Regions from separate parts of the Sus scrofa genome. Here all the other regions are linked to region 2. Evidence: chromatin contacts called from public HiChIP or PLAC-seq data. All regions are on one chromosome and are shown on one strand. The core of a region is the stretch at or near the end of the contact, and the rest is flanking DNA. Distances in the headings are between cores, read along the strand shown.

Region 1 (3,992 bases), core at 1,247-3,746, 200 kb after region 2:
TTTTCCCCCAAGAATAGAGGCAATATATGTGCTTTGGAGTAAGGACACACCTGACTTTGCATATATTTCTTTCTTGGTGTAATCTTGCGCATACTATTTAACCTGCTGTGGGCAGAGGAAAGCACACTACGCTGAATTCTCTCTCTCTTTTTTTTTTTTTTTTTTGCTTTTTAGGGTACACCCGCGGCATATGGAAGTTCCCAGGCTAGGGGTCAGATTGGAGCTGCAGCTGCCAGTCTACACCACAGCCACAGCCACGCAGGATCCGAGCCATATCTGCGAACGAACCTACACCACAGCTCACGCCACACCAGATCCTTAACCCACTGAGCAAGGCCAGGGATCTAATCCGCAACCTCATGGTTCCTAGATGAATTCGTTTCCGCTACACCATGACAGGAACTCCTCAGCTGGACTCTCTTTATCTGTAAAATAGGGATATACCACCTACCTCACTGAGTTGTTGAAAGACGAAGCAATGAATGTAAAGTGCCTAACTGATGCTAGGTACCTGGGAAATTATGATGTTATTTTCCTTCCTTCTTTGACTCCTTAAAGATTCATTGCACATCATATACTGGTGAAGATGGTTCTGGTCACGAGTTATCATTTTTTCTCTCTCATCAGTGTTGAACACAGGATTGTTTATTTTAGTTCACCTGGTAAGACTAGTGGAGGCGCACAGGAAAATATTGGAGAGAACTATAGCAAATCCATATGCTCTTAGAGGAAGCAGATCACTGTTCACAATGAATTTCCCTTGACTTATCGTTATCTCCTGACTCTCGTTCAATACATCCCCACTTATCACCATCGTACCTTTTTATTCTTGGAGGCTTCCATGTGATTTCACTCATCTAGGGTGAATACTTCTGACATGGGTACTAATCTAAACTGAAACATGATAAACCTTAGTGTTAAAGTTCTACATTTAATCTGTCCTTCTGTCTCTTATCGCAACCCCTATCCACCTCAATCTGGATCTACCAAACATTTGGAGTTTGGCCCCTTAATGATAGATTTCTTCAAGATCCAAGTTAAACCCCTTATGGTCAATAAAGCCTAGGATGAAAACAAAATTCTATGTCCCTAGTGATAACTGTGCTTCATTTATTCAACAAATAGGTATTGAGTGTCTACTCTGTGCTAAGGATATAGGAGGACAAACAGACCAGCCTCATGCTTATGGTGAAGATGGGATGATGGAGTTAAAAATAATGACTGTCACCAGCCACTAAGGGTGCTGGCCTTAGCTCCAAAATAAATATGAAGGGTTTAAAAATGGATAAATAGTATCTGTCTTAAAATCACGTAGGTTTTTCAAATGTTTGCACGTTATGGACAACATCATGGAATAACTGAAAGAGTCCTTGATACAAGGTTATAGTTCTACTACAAGCAGATTAATCCTGAGAAAATTAGCTGTCTGCGATTTTAAATGAAGGCACTAACTACCCAACATCACAGCAACTGTGGAGAATTAAAAAGAATAAATAAAATACATATGAAAATATGCTAGAGATTATAAAGCATTGACTAAGTTTAAGGTATTGCATTCCTTCATTTAAAAGATAAGGGCGGGATTAGTGATTTAACAGAAGTATGTGTCATGATTAGACAAAATATAATTACGGTTGCTACCACTGTATGAGCCCAGGTAAGGGAAAATTTCAGTGCTACACAAACCTCCATAGAGCCTGCAAGTGCCCCTGGACTCACTGGTTAGTGAAGAGAGCTTCTGTCTCCCTCTCAATGCCCCTTTGCGACACAGAGTGGAGATCCTGTAAAGAAAGTTCTAGAAAGCCAGAGGTGGTATGGGCAAAGGAAAGGAAAAGCTGAAGCTGTGATCAAGTGGTACACAGAGGAGAGGGTCACAAACACAGGCATGTTACAAAAGGACATGGGGACTTTTTTAGGAAACCTCAGGGTCAGAAAAGGAACCCTGAACCAGAACAGCCCAGAGGCAAACCACAGAGAAACCTAAGTTGTGTGCATTGTAAATACTTAACTGCATTCATACAGGAGGACTATAAATATTTGTAGAAACGAAGGGGCCAAAAAGAGTAGCTGGTAAAGAAAGCAGGATGGAATTTTACCATCAGTAATAGAAGCCTCTTGGGATCTTTTAGGAGACAAATCATTCCATCATGAAAGTATGCAGTTTACCTTACCCACCCATAGCCACTACTTAATTTGGAGTTTTCTGTATACAGATTGGAACTACAAAAAGGCTGAAGGAGTTGTAAACACAAGTCTGACTCTACAATGGCTGACCTGCTCAACAGGTGCATGGCTCCACCTCTCCATCTAGAGGACGGATCCAGAACTGTTTGTTTGCTGAATGGTTGTACAATCAGTATCATTCTTCACCAAATATTTCCGGCTTTCGCCTTTTGGGCACATGGTAAAATTATACTTTCCTCTCCTCCTCTGAAATTAGGGAGGTTGTCAGGCTTACTCTGATGAATGAAATGAGAGCAGAAGTGGCAGGTGTCCTTTGGTGCCTGTAGAGGAGCTCCACTCAGTGGCTGTGAGGAGCAGAGCCTCTACTAAATAAAGCTTGTCGGATACGTGAGCAAAAAGAAATTTTTGTGTTTTGCCCTGAGATATTGGGTTTCTCTGTTACCACACACTAATCCAGCCCATTCTGACTGGCAGAGCTGACTTTATTATTTGTTTTGAAGGGAACATCTGACTCACACCATGCCCTGATTTGAGTAACCCCATTTCCCACAGTCTCAACCCAGGCTTTGACATCTTTTTGTCTTGGTTGTTAAAGCACAAAATAACATTTTAAACATGATGATAAAGCTCAGAAGAGCACCAAATGCTTTCCATACCACCTTTATGGGCTTTTCATAGCTACTTAGCACTTATCAATTTACTTAATGACTTATTTAGTTAAATAAGTTCATTTTGAAGGGAAGGTTTGTATCACTGTACATATAGAAACTTAAGAGTCACTCACCTAAAAGAGTCACATAAATTAAATGTAATCACAATAAAACAATGCTATTAAATTCAAGGTAGAACCTCTGGGCTCATAGTCTAAAGATGATGAAACGTAGCTTGCAGAGTTTGGGCTGGACACAGGTCTTAAGGCCCCACAGGAAGTGACCTCCAGGTGCTAGAAGAAAGGCCTAGACCTGAAAATTCTAAATAAGGCTATGGCCCTTAAAGAACTGCCCTCCTAATGGAAAGGAGGTGAGAACAAACTTTATCCTCTGGCCTTGGAAAGCCCAGTTTGCCTGGAATCTTGGGTGGAAAATAAAAAGCAACCCATGAGAACTAGCGACATTACTTACATACCAAGAATGTCTCAATGAATAGTACCTGAATGATATAGGAAACACAAGTCAAGAAATTAAAATTAAAATTCACCTAGGACCATTGAAGGCCTAGAGTCCTAGGGTTTCAGAAGAACCAAATGTGAAACCTCTTGGTAGTGCTAGGATTTTACAATCTAGGATTCAATAGAAATCCACTTAGGACAAAGAAAAAAAAAAACAAAAAAACCTCTCAAAGATGAGCTCACACCAAAATCTCAGCCTTCACCTCCCAAACCACAAACTCTACTAGGAAAAAAACACTATGAGGGATTGCCAGCAGATGCCATAAACAGAAGAACTAGCAAGAAAAGTCTTTTTAAAATAGGAACAATATGAAAAAGATCACAATAATTAGAGAATAACGTTTAAACCTTCATGGTGTTAAAGCACTGAGATTTGTTCCTCATAGGAGGTAAGTGTCATTTACCCCAAGCAGCCATGCTGCTTAAAAAAGGAATATCTAAAAATAATAATGCAAAGTGTTGACAAGAAAGTGATATAAAAAGAAATACCGGAAAAAACATTAGCCACAGGAAAGAAAGTGTCAAAATATTAGTATCAAACAAAATAGACTTTAGGCAGAAAAGCATTATTAAGGCTTAAGACAGTTATTATTTTATGATGAAAGGAGGAATTTTCTCAGAAGATATAATGATCCAGGGT
Region 2 (3,801 bases), core at 483-2,982:
ATTTGGAGGTTCCCAGGCTAGGGGTCCAATCGGAGCTGTAGCTGCCAGCCTACGCCAGAGCCACAGCAACTCGGGATCCGAGCCGCGTCTGCAACCTACACCACAACTCATGGCAACGCTGGGTCTTTAACCCACTGAGCAAGGCCAGGGATGGAACCCCCACCCTATGGTTCCTAGTCGGATTCGTTAACCACTGCGCCAAGACAGGAACTCCTATGTCCAGTTCTTAACCTGCTGAGCCACAACAGTAACTCTAAATTACAATTTAAAAGGAGTTCATGAACAAGGAGCTCCCCTGTTCTAGGTATTGCATATATTGCATTATAAAAAGATTCCTAAATAAAATTAAAGCAAGATGTTCCAAGACTGTCATTAGAGGAGGAATCTCTTCAGGAAAGAGGCAAGATTTACCTTCCGCCAGGAATATTTGATTAGTGACTATGGTGACTTCGTCATTGTCCTTACAGCTGGCCTGCATGCTGTGCTTCAACCAGCAATAGTCAGGTGTGGGGAGGAGGAGAGTCCAGAGCAGCCCTCCCAGAAGGTTCCAAACTCTAAAAGAGAAAAGGCCGGATCTTCATAAAAGAGACGGGTGGGTTAACATGAAACCTGTGTGCTCTGCAGTATGGCTAATTCATGCTCCACTTACTAGATACTGTCATCCTTGCTCTGTGAGGATGTGTCTAAGCAGCTGCCAGTCTATGCCACAGCAACGTGGCATTCAAGACGCATCTGCGACCTACACTACAGCTCAAGGTAGTGATGCATATTTAACCCACTGAGCGAGGCCAGGAATCAAACCCTCATCCTCATGGATACTAGTCGGGTTTTTAACCCTGATGACCCCAACTGGAACTCCCACAATGACCTCTTTTTGTTAGAATGAGGGCCACTAGGGAACCTCCTCTTACCCGGAAACTTACCCACTCTCAGAGTCTTAGCTTTACCCTACACCTCCAACACCACCCCATGGGCAGGGAAGTGACTACGTAAGCAGTTCATTTAATTCAATATATGCGTGTTGAATGAATAAGTGATAGGAAGAAAAGAACTACTCCTACTCTGGCAGTTAAATATCCAAAGAAAACATACACAATATTCCTCTTGCTACAAAGGACACTGCATCAACTTTCACCATTGACTCAATGCTATGTGCTGTGAGGGCGGGAGAAGGGTGTTTTCTACTTTGTAAAGCACTGTGGCTTGTTCCGTAATTTAATTCGATTTTAGTTTTTATGTGACTATACACACGAATGTAATGAGTTTTTAAATACTAATTGTATTAAGCAAGGCTCATCAGGAAATAAACATCTACAAGTTCAAGTGCAAACTTTAACAAGAAATGAAAGCCTTGGCATCCTTTTTCCCCCCCGTTTTTGTTAGTAAACCTATTTTTATTTTTTAAATCAGAAATGACGGCACTTCCCGCGTTTCCTTCCTTCAAGGAAGGCGGATATCATTCTGAAGAAGACCCCACTCATAAGCCCAGTCCTTACGCGGTTCTCTCAACTAAGAACCCGGGCGAACCTGAGGAAACAGGGATTGGAAGCCCACGGCCGGCCAGCCCTCAACCCAGTCCATGGAAATGCCCAGAGGGCGCGCTGACCTCGGGCAGGAGGCCCGCAGCCGCCCGCAGGGGTAGAGATCTGCAAGGAGAGCGAGGAGGGCGAGGAGGGCGAGGCGGGGATGGGCTGGGCGGGGCCTAGAGGGGCGGGCCCAGGGGCGTGGCGCACGGGCGAGGGGGTGGGCGGCCAGGGTGGGCAGCGAGGTCCTTCAGGGCCTAGAGCGCAGCCCAGCGCAACCCGGCTCAGGGCGAGGAGCGCCCCGTACCCTCCAGCGTCCTTGGGGCCAGACACTCGCTGCAGGTAACCACCTCTTCGCCGGGTCCCCAGCTTGGCTGCCGGGCAGCAAGGGAGGAACCGAGAGGATGGAACGGAGGGAGGGGACGTACTCTCAGCGAGGGCCCCGTTGTCCCGAGCGGGGTCGGCTCCGCGAGGGGAAGAGGAAACCGAGCCGGGGCAGGAGGAAGAGAACGCGAGGTGGGAATCCGCTTCGAGCTTGTTCTCCCGGGGGTCAAGGATGGTGCACGGCGCCCTGCCTCGACTCTACTCTTCCATCCGGTCAGGGGAACCCCGGGCCGAGACTCTGGTGCCCATTGTCACCTGGAAGCGACTTTTGCTGGTTTTCCCCTGGTCCACGGAACGAGTAGGAACGAGTAGGAGTTTAGGAGTCGAAGTGGGAGGCTGCGGGCTTGGATAGGCTGGGAGCAACAGTTACTCTCTACTGTCCCTTTGGGTCTAGAGGTTTTAACTTCATTTAAATCTTAACTGTAGCCCTGGGGAGAGGCATTTATTACCCCCATTTCACTGCTCTGCCAGGGTGATAAATGACACACCCTGAGGCAAACCACTGGAAAAAAGACGCTGGTCCTGGGGCTCCGAAGCCCTCAAGCGTCTACTTTCTTTCCCTCTCTACCTGTCACGCCAAGTCTAGGAAACAAAGCGCTGCTGGGTTTGTGATGAAACAGGTGATTCTTTTTAAACGCATTCTACTCCCTTTCTAGGTTTCTTTTTGGCTTTGTGTTGTTAGCACCTAATATCTGATTTAAGTTTTTACAATTTTTATTAGCTTTTTTAGGTGAAAGAAGCTCTCGCTCACAGCCCGTTCCTCCCTTGCCGCCTGTTTTCTGGATGCACCCCTGCCTGACACACACTTCTCATCTTTCTCGGTGGATGAGGTCGTCTGTAGCTTCTGGCTGGGCCTTAAAGGCTGCCCGGTTGGAGGTGAGTCTTGTAAGTCACCTGGCGTCCTGCACACACGCCCTTGGCCTTGGTATTTTTTTCTAGAGAGAGAAGAGTCTTCATTTTACAAATAGCAGTACAAGAGACAAATTGGGAGGATATGCAGTGTTCAGAAACAGAATGGTGCCTTGAGATGAGAACAAGGCCATAGCTTTTTGTAGTCTGAATTTGGTGAGTGGTAGGTGAGGCATCCAGTCAGGGACTCCTGTGCTGCTTCTCTGGGCATCCTGCCCCCCCTTTTAGAGCTGTTCTGAAAGGCAGGTTTGTTTTATAAAGGGGAGGAGGAGGGCTGAATGGTTTTTAAAGATCAGTGTAAATTACCTGCTAGGATCCCAGGCAGTTCCAGACAAGCCCCCCTTGCCAGAGGATTTGGTAACAGATTTCAGCTGTGGCAAGAAGGAAACTGCAAGCTGTGTGTGGCTATCTGCTCTTGCTTATTTTTTTATTATTATTATTTTTTTTTTGCAGGCCTTCAAGATGGTAGTTCTGGGAAACTTTTGAGTTATTAGAAATCGCTAACTTTTTATGTTTAAAAACAGTGTAACATACAGTGAATTTACTTTTACTGAGTTTTATTGGTAGATGAAAGAAGTTGGTGATTTTTTTTTTTTTTTTTTTTTTTTTCATTTTCATTTCATGGTGAGGGTTTGAAGGTGCCTGTCAGCTCCTCTGTCCTTCCTTCAGCCTGATCCTGGAGAACCTTCTCAGCCTTTGTCCTAAACATGTGCTGGATTGCATCCTTCATTAGTTTATTCCTGATTAATTAGAGGACTGCTTCGAGTCACTAGTTGCTTCTTTTGCACTTGCAATTTAGCTGCTTAACACACACACATGTTTTTCTTAAGAACTATCAACTATCTACAAAATCAAATCTGCAATTTTGCAGAGACTGAACATGTAGTGTGTGAGAGAGCTTAATGGACCTTTGTTGGTCCCAGGGGACCTGCTAGTATCTTGTTGGGTATTGGCCATTCCTTCCCCCTAAATATGCAGCAGATTT
Region 3 (3,788 bases), core at 1,149-3,648, 230 kb after region 2:
TAATAATAATAATAATAAAAGCCCCAAATTTACTAATTTAAGAAAGAAAAAGAATGCCAAGAAATCACTATAAGAATCAGATCATGTGGAATATGAAATACATTGTGTTTGAAGGTTATTTTTATTTTAGGAAGTACCAGATAGCTCACCTTGCAGACTAGGAGAGGAGATACAGCTCCATAAATCTAAGAGTCAGGTTCCCTCTAAATACCTTGTTTCAAAAGTACAGGTGACAAGAGTCCCCTCGCTTTGCTATTCCTTTTTCTCCTGCCACCCTCCTCCCCTCACTGCCCTCTGCTGCATGTATCTACAAAAGATTGGACAAGTATTGTCATTTTCCTTAGTTCTCTGGGAAATCATTTCCTTTCATCACCCTGCATAGCTATACCCTTGCCCCACACCTATAGGAAGCCAATATATTTGTATATCAACTATCTCATTTTTATATCATTCCAATGGTGAGTTAACTAATGGTAATGGTTTCATGCTCTTTTAGCATGCAGTAGTTCAGGCTTTTGAATGTAATCTCTGATAATGTTATGTGTCAACTTGGCTAGGCTAGTTGTTTCGTTACACACCAATCTAGATGTTGCTGTGAGGATATTTTTTAGATGTGATCAATACTGAAATCAGCAGACTTCGAGTAAGGCAGATTCCCCTCTGGGATGTGAGTGGGCCTTGTTCAATCAATTAAAGGCCCTAAGACCAAAGTCTGAAGTTTCCTGAAAAAGAAGGACCTCTTCCCAAGCCTGCAACATAGAGACTCTGCCTGTTTCCAGCCTGCTGCCCTGTCTGACTCAAGAATGCAATAGCTCTTGCCTGAGTTTCTAGCCTGCTGGCTTGTCCTACAGAATTCAGATGTGCTAGCCTCAAAAACTGTATAAGCCAATGTCAGTTCCTTAAAACAACTTCTCCTTCCACCCTCCATCCCCCTTCCCTCCCTCATATGTGTATATTGCTCTGGTTGGTTCTATTTCTCTGAAAAAACACGGACCAACACATAATACCCCTTTGTCACATGACATTCTTGCAACTCTGCCTTCTTTGAAACAAACCTATACACGGTTCTTTAAGAAAAAACAAAGATCTGTGACCCCATAGGAAAGATCAGGCACAGGCATCACTGGGGACTTGGTGTGCAATCCTTAGCTGGTGGTCTACAGCTGGAAGATGACCAGGCTGCTGGCAAAAGCCTCTGTGAAGACTGATTCTAGGGAGTGAGAACACAGTGCTGAAGCAGACTGTTTACTCTCCCAGCACTCATACCAAGTTCTGTGAATAAGACTCACTAGGTAACAAGGCTTCTTTCTGATGCTCCTTCCGATGTTGAAAACACAGCTTACTGCCCTCAACACAGTGTGGGCATTGCGGGGGTGGGGGGGGCCTAGGTGATGTGACAGCAAGAAGTCAATGCAACTCATCTTGCATATACTATCAGCTTATTTTGAGAAGCAGGTTTTAATTTTCTTTTTTTCAAGGCAGTCTGGATTTTGGTCCTATGGTCAGATTATGCATCAGAAGATGACTCCAGGTTTTGGTTGGGAAACTATGGCTATCTTATCACCTTGCTTCTGTGATTACCTTCCTGTCTCCAGGATTTCCTTTATGTTACTCTCTCCAGTTAACTTGGCTGGCCTCTTATCTCCTTCTTTGTCTTTCCAGACTATGACTTTCCTTTCATGCCTATCTCGAATTGCATCTCTCAGGACCTCGGTATGACTTTTGAGAGGCTTAGACACACTTTTGCCTTCATGGGCTCTTTGCTTCACTTTAAAAAAAACCAAAACAAACCAAAACCCTAAAAATTTGTTTCATATCCACATTGATAGAAGGAAATATAATTCACACCAGAATATAATCCACACAGTAATATAATCATTTTTTTCTTTTGATTTTTAAAAGAAATTCAAAGCCTCTCAGGAGTCTCTTAAAGTGTCCTGGGCCCTGGGCACTCCTGGGTAATAAGCTCTTCCTGGTTCTTTCTCCATACAAGTGTCCTACATAGATGCCTTTCTGTTAACTTACTAGCATTAACACACATTCCAGACAGAGAGAGGCTTAAATTCAAACTCCCCAGCTTCTTCAATTTCTTTTTTTTTTTTTTTTTTTTTTGGTCTTTTTCCAGAGCTGCACCCACAGCATATGGAGGTTCCCAGGCTAAGGGTCTAATGGGAGCTGTTGCTACCGGCCTAGGCCAGAGCCATAGCAACGCCAGATCCGAGCCACATCTGCAACCTACATCACAGCTCACGGCAATGCCAGATCCTTAATCCACTCAGCAAGGCCAGGGATTGAATCCGCAACCTCATGGTTCCTAGATGGATTTGTTAATCACTGAGCCACAACAGGAACTCCTTTCACTTTCTAACTATAAACTAGATCAAGTGATTCACACTTTCTGAACATCAGTTTCCTCCCTTGTGTAATTCTTACCTCATACAGTTGGCATGGTAACATGAGCTCCTGTGTATACAGTTCAGTACCTGGTCCAGGGCAAATCCCTATAACTGGTAGCTATTTACTTATTTTTGGATTTTTAGGGCTGCACCTGCAGCATATGGAAGTTCCCAGGCTAGGGGTCCAATCAGAGCTATAGCTGCTGGCCACGGCCACAGCCATGCAGGATCTGAGCCGAGTTTGCAACCTATACCAGAGCTCACAGCAACGCTGGATCCCCGACCCACTGAAAGAGGCCAGGGATTGAACCCACATCCTCATGGTTACTAGTTGGATTCATTTCTGGTGAGCCACAACAGGAAATCCATAACTGGTAGCTATTTAAATGACATTGGTCATCAACTATTTTGATTTAAATTTCACACTATTATCTACCTTTTCACTATGTTTAAATCCTTTATTAAACTATAAACTCCTAGAGGGATGGGGGTAAGTTTTAAACCAGTGGGTCTCAAACTTTGCTGTGCCTCAGAATCCCCTAGAGGAGGAATATGACAGCTGGACCACACCCCAGGTTCTTGATCAGGAGGTATGAGGTGGGACAGGCAATGTACCTTTCTAGCAAATATCCAGGTGTTGATGAGGCCTGTTGGTTTTTGGGCCCCACCTAGAAAACTACTGTTTTAGATAGTAGTTAGATCCTCCCAAGATCCATCAGGAAGAAATCTTTCAGACATATTCAGAGTAAATTATTTATGCAAAGGTAATATAAATGCCAGGGGAAAATCTGTCCCCTCCCCAGCAGTGAGAAAATTTTCATTACTGCGGGAGCTGAGCAGAAAGGGATGAGCAAAGCAATCTCATTAAAAGCAAAGAGGCTAGTGGCACAATTGAACACAATCATCTGTTGGATTTCAGAGCCGTGTGCAAAATGCAGACAAGGAGCCAAATAATAGCTCAGCCAACTTGAGGCTGCCTGAATTCTGAGCTCAATCTATAACAATGCCAGCAGGGCTGCTGCGATCCATCTGCTACTCTCTTTCCGATAACGGATCTGAGGTCTCTCTGGAAGGAAATAGCTTGACAGGAAGAAAGAAAGATTAGACCAACTGAAAATGTCTGGATTTATGAAGCTGCACTCGAAGATGGTGTAGCTTTTAACTCTTTATGGCACTTTGCTAACCTTCATTATACTCCTGCTGTTCTTTCCGATTTCTGTTCCTTTCATGAAGAAATGTAATTTGTGAATGCCAAAGCTCTTCCGGGAACTTTCTATTTACAAATTAAGGTCAAGGGATTTAATACTGAAGGAAAGATTGAGATCCTCCAGCCCAACCCACTCATTTTATGGATGAGGAGACTTAAGCCAAGGCTTAATCCTAAAATATAAA

Evidence for each region. HiChIP or PLAC-seq counts read pairs in DNA pulled down with a chosen protein or histone mark.
Region 1: an H3K27ac HiChIP or PLAC-seq map of alveolar macrophages shows a contact between it and region 2. The contact joins the enhancer-like site here to the promoter of GCNT1 in region 2. A contact is called at or near these places in 7 of 47 Hi-C or Micro-C datasets (blood, embryonic fibroblasts, epiblast stem cells and 2 more) and 2 of 2 datasets of contacts at active chromatin or transcription factors (alveolar macrophages and skeletal muscle).
Region 3: an H3K27ac HiChIP or PLAC-seq map of alveolar macrophages shows a contact between it and region 2. The contact joins the enhancer-like site here to the promoter of GCNT1 in region 2. A contact is called at or near these places in 3 of 5 promoter capture datasets (fetal liver, fetal skeletal muscle and skeletal muscle), 3 of 47 Hi-C or Micro-C datasets (adipose tissue, embryonic fibroblasts and epiblast stem cells) and 2 of 2 datasets of contacts at active chromatin or transcription factors (alveolar macrophages and skeletal muscle).

Annotation. Positions count from the first base shown.
Region 1 is chr1:229,623,980-229,627,971 of Sscrofa11.1, forward strand. The region is part of intron 15 of PRUNE2 (protein prune homolog 2); the gene reads right to left. Among named protein-coding and RNA genes, the nearest start is that of GCNT1, 200 kb to the left of the region's middle. Within about 2 kb of position 2,497, at least 10 of the 83 cell types and tissues checked have an H3K27ac peak or open chromatin away from gene starts, as enhancers often do. A contact at or near this core is called in alveolar macrophages, where this site is marked.
Region 2 is chr1:229,427,323-229,431,123 of Sscrofa11.1, forward strand. It overlaps GCNT1 (beta-1,3-galactosyl-O-glycosyl-glycoprotein beta-1,6-N-acetylglucosaminyltransferase), which reads left to right and starts at 1,733. Exons shown (of 7, transcript XR_001306502.2): 1 at 1,733-1,865; 2 at 2,629-2,783. It overlaps LOC110255722 (a long non-coding RNA gene), which reads right to left and starts at 1,671. Exons shown (of 4, transcript XR_002336433.1): 1 at 1,528-1,671; 2 at 412-554.
Region 3 is chr1:229,652,288-229,656,075 of Sscrofa11.1, forward strand. All of the region lies in intron 15 of PRUNE2 (protein prune homolog 2), which reads right to left. Among named protein-coding and RNA genes, the nearest start is that of PRUNE2, 200 kb to the right of the region's middle. Within about 2 kb of position 2,399, at least 9 of the 83 cell types and tissues checked have an H3K27ac peak or open chromatin away from gene starts, as enhancers often do. A contact at or near this core is called in alveolar macrophages and fetal skeletal muscle, where this site is marked.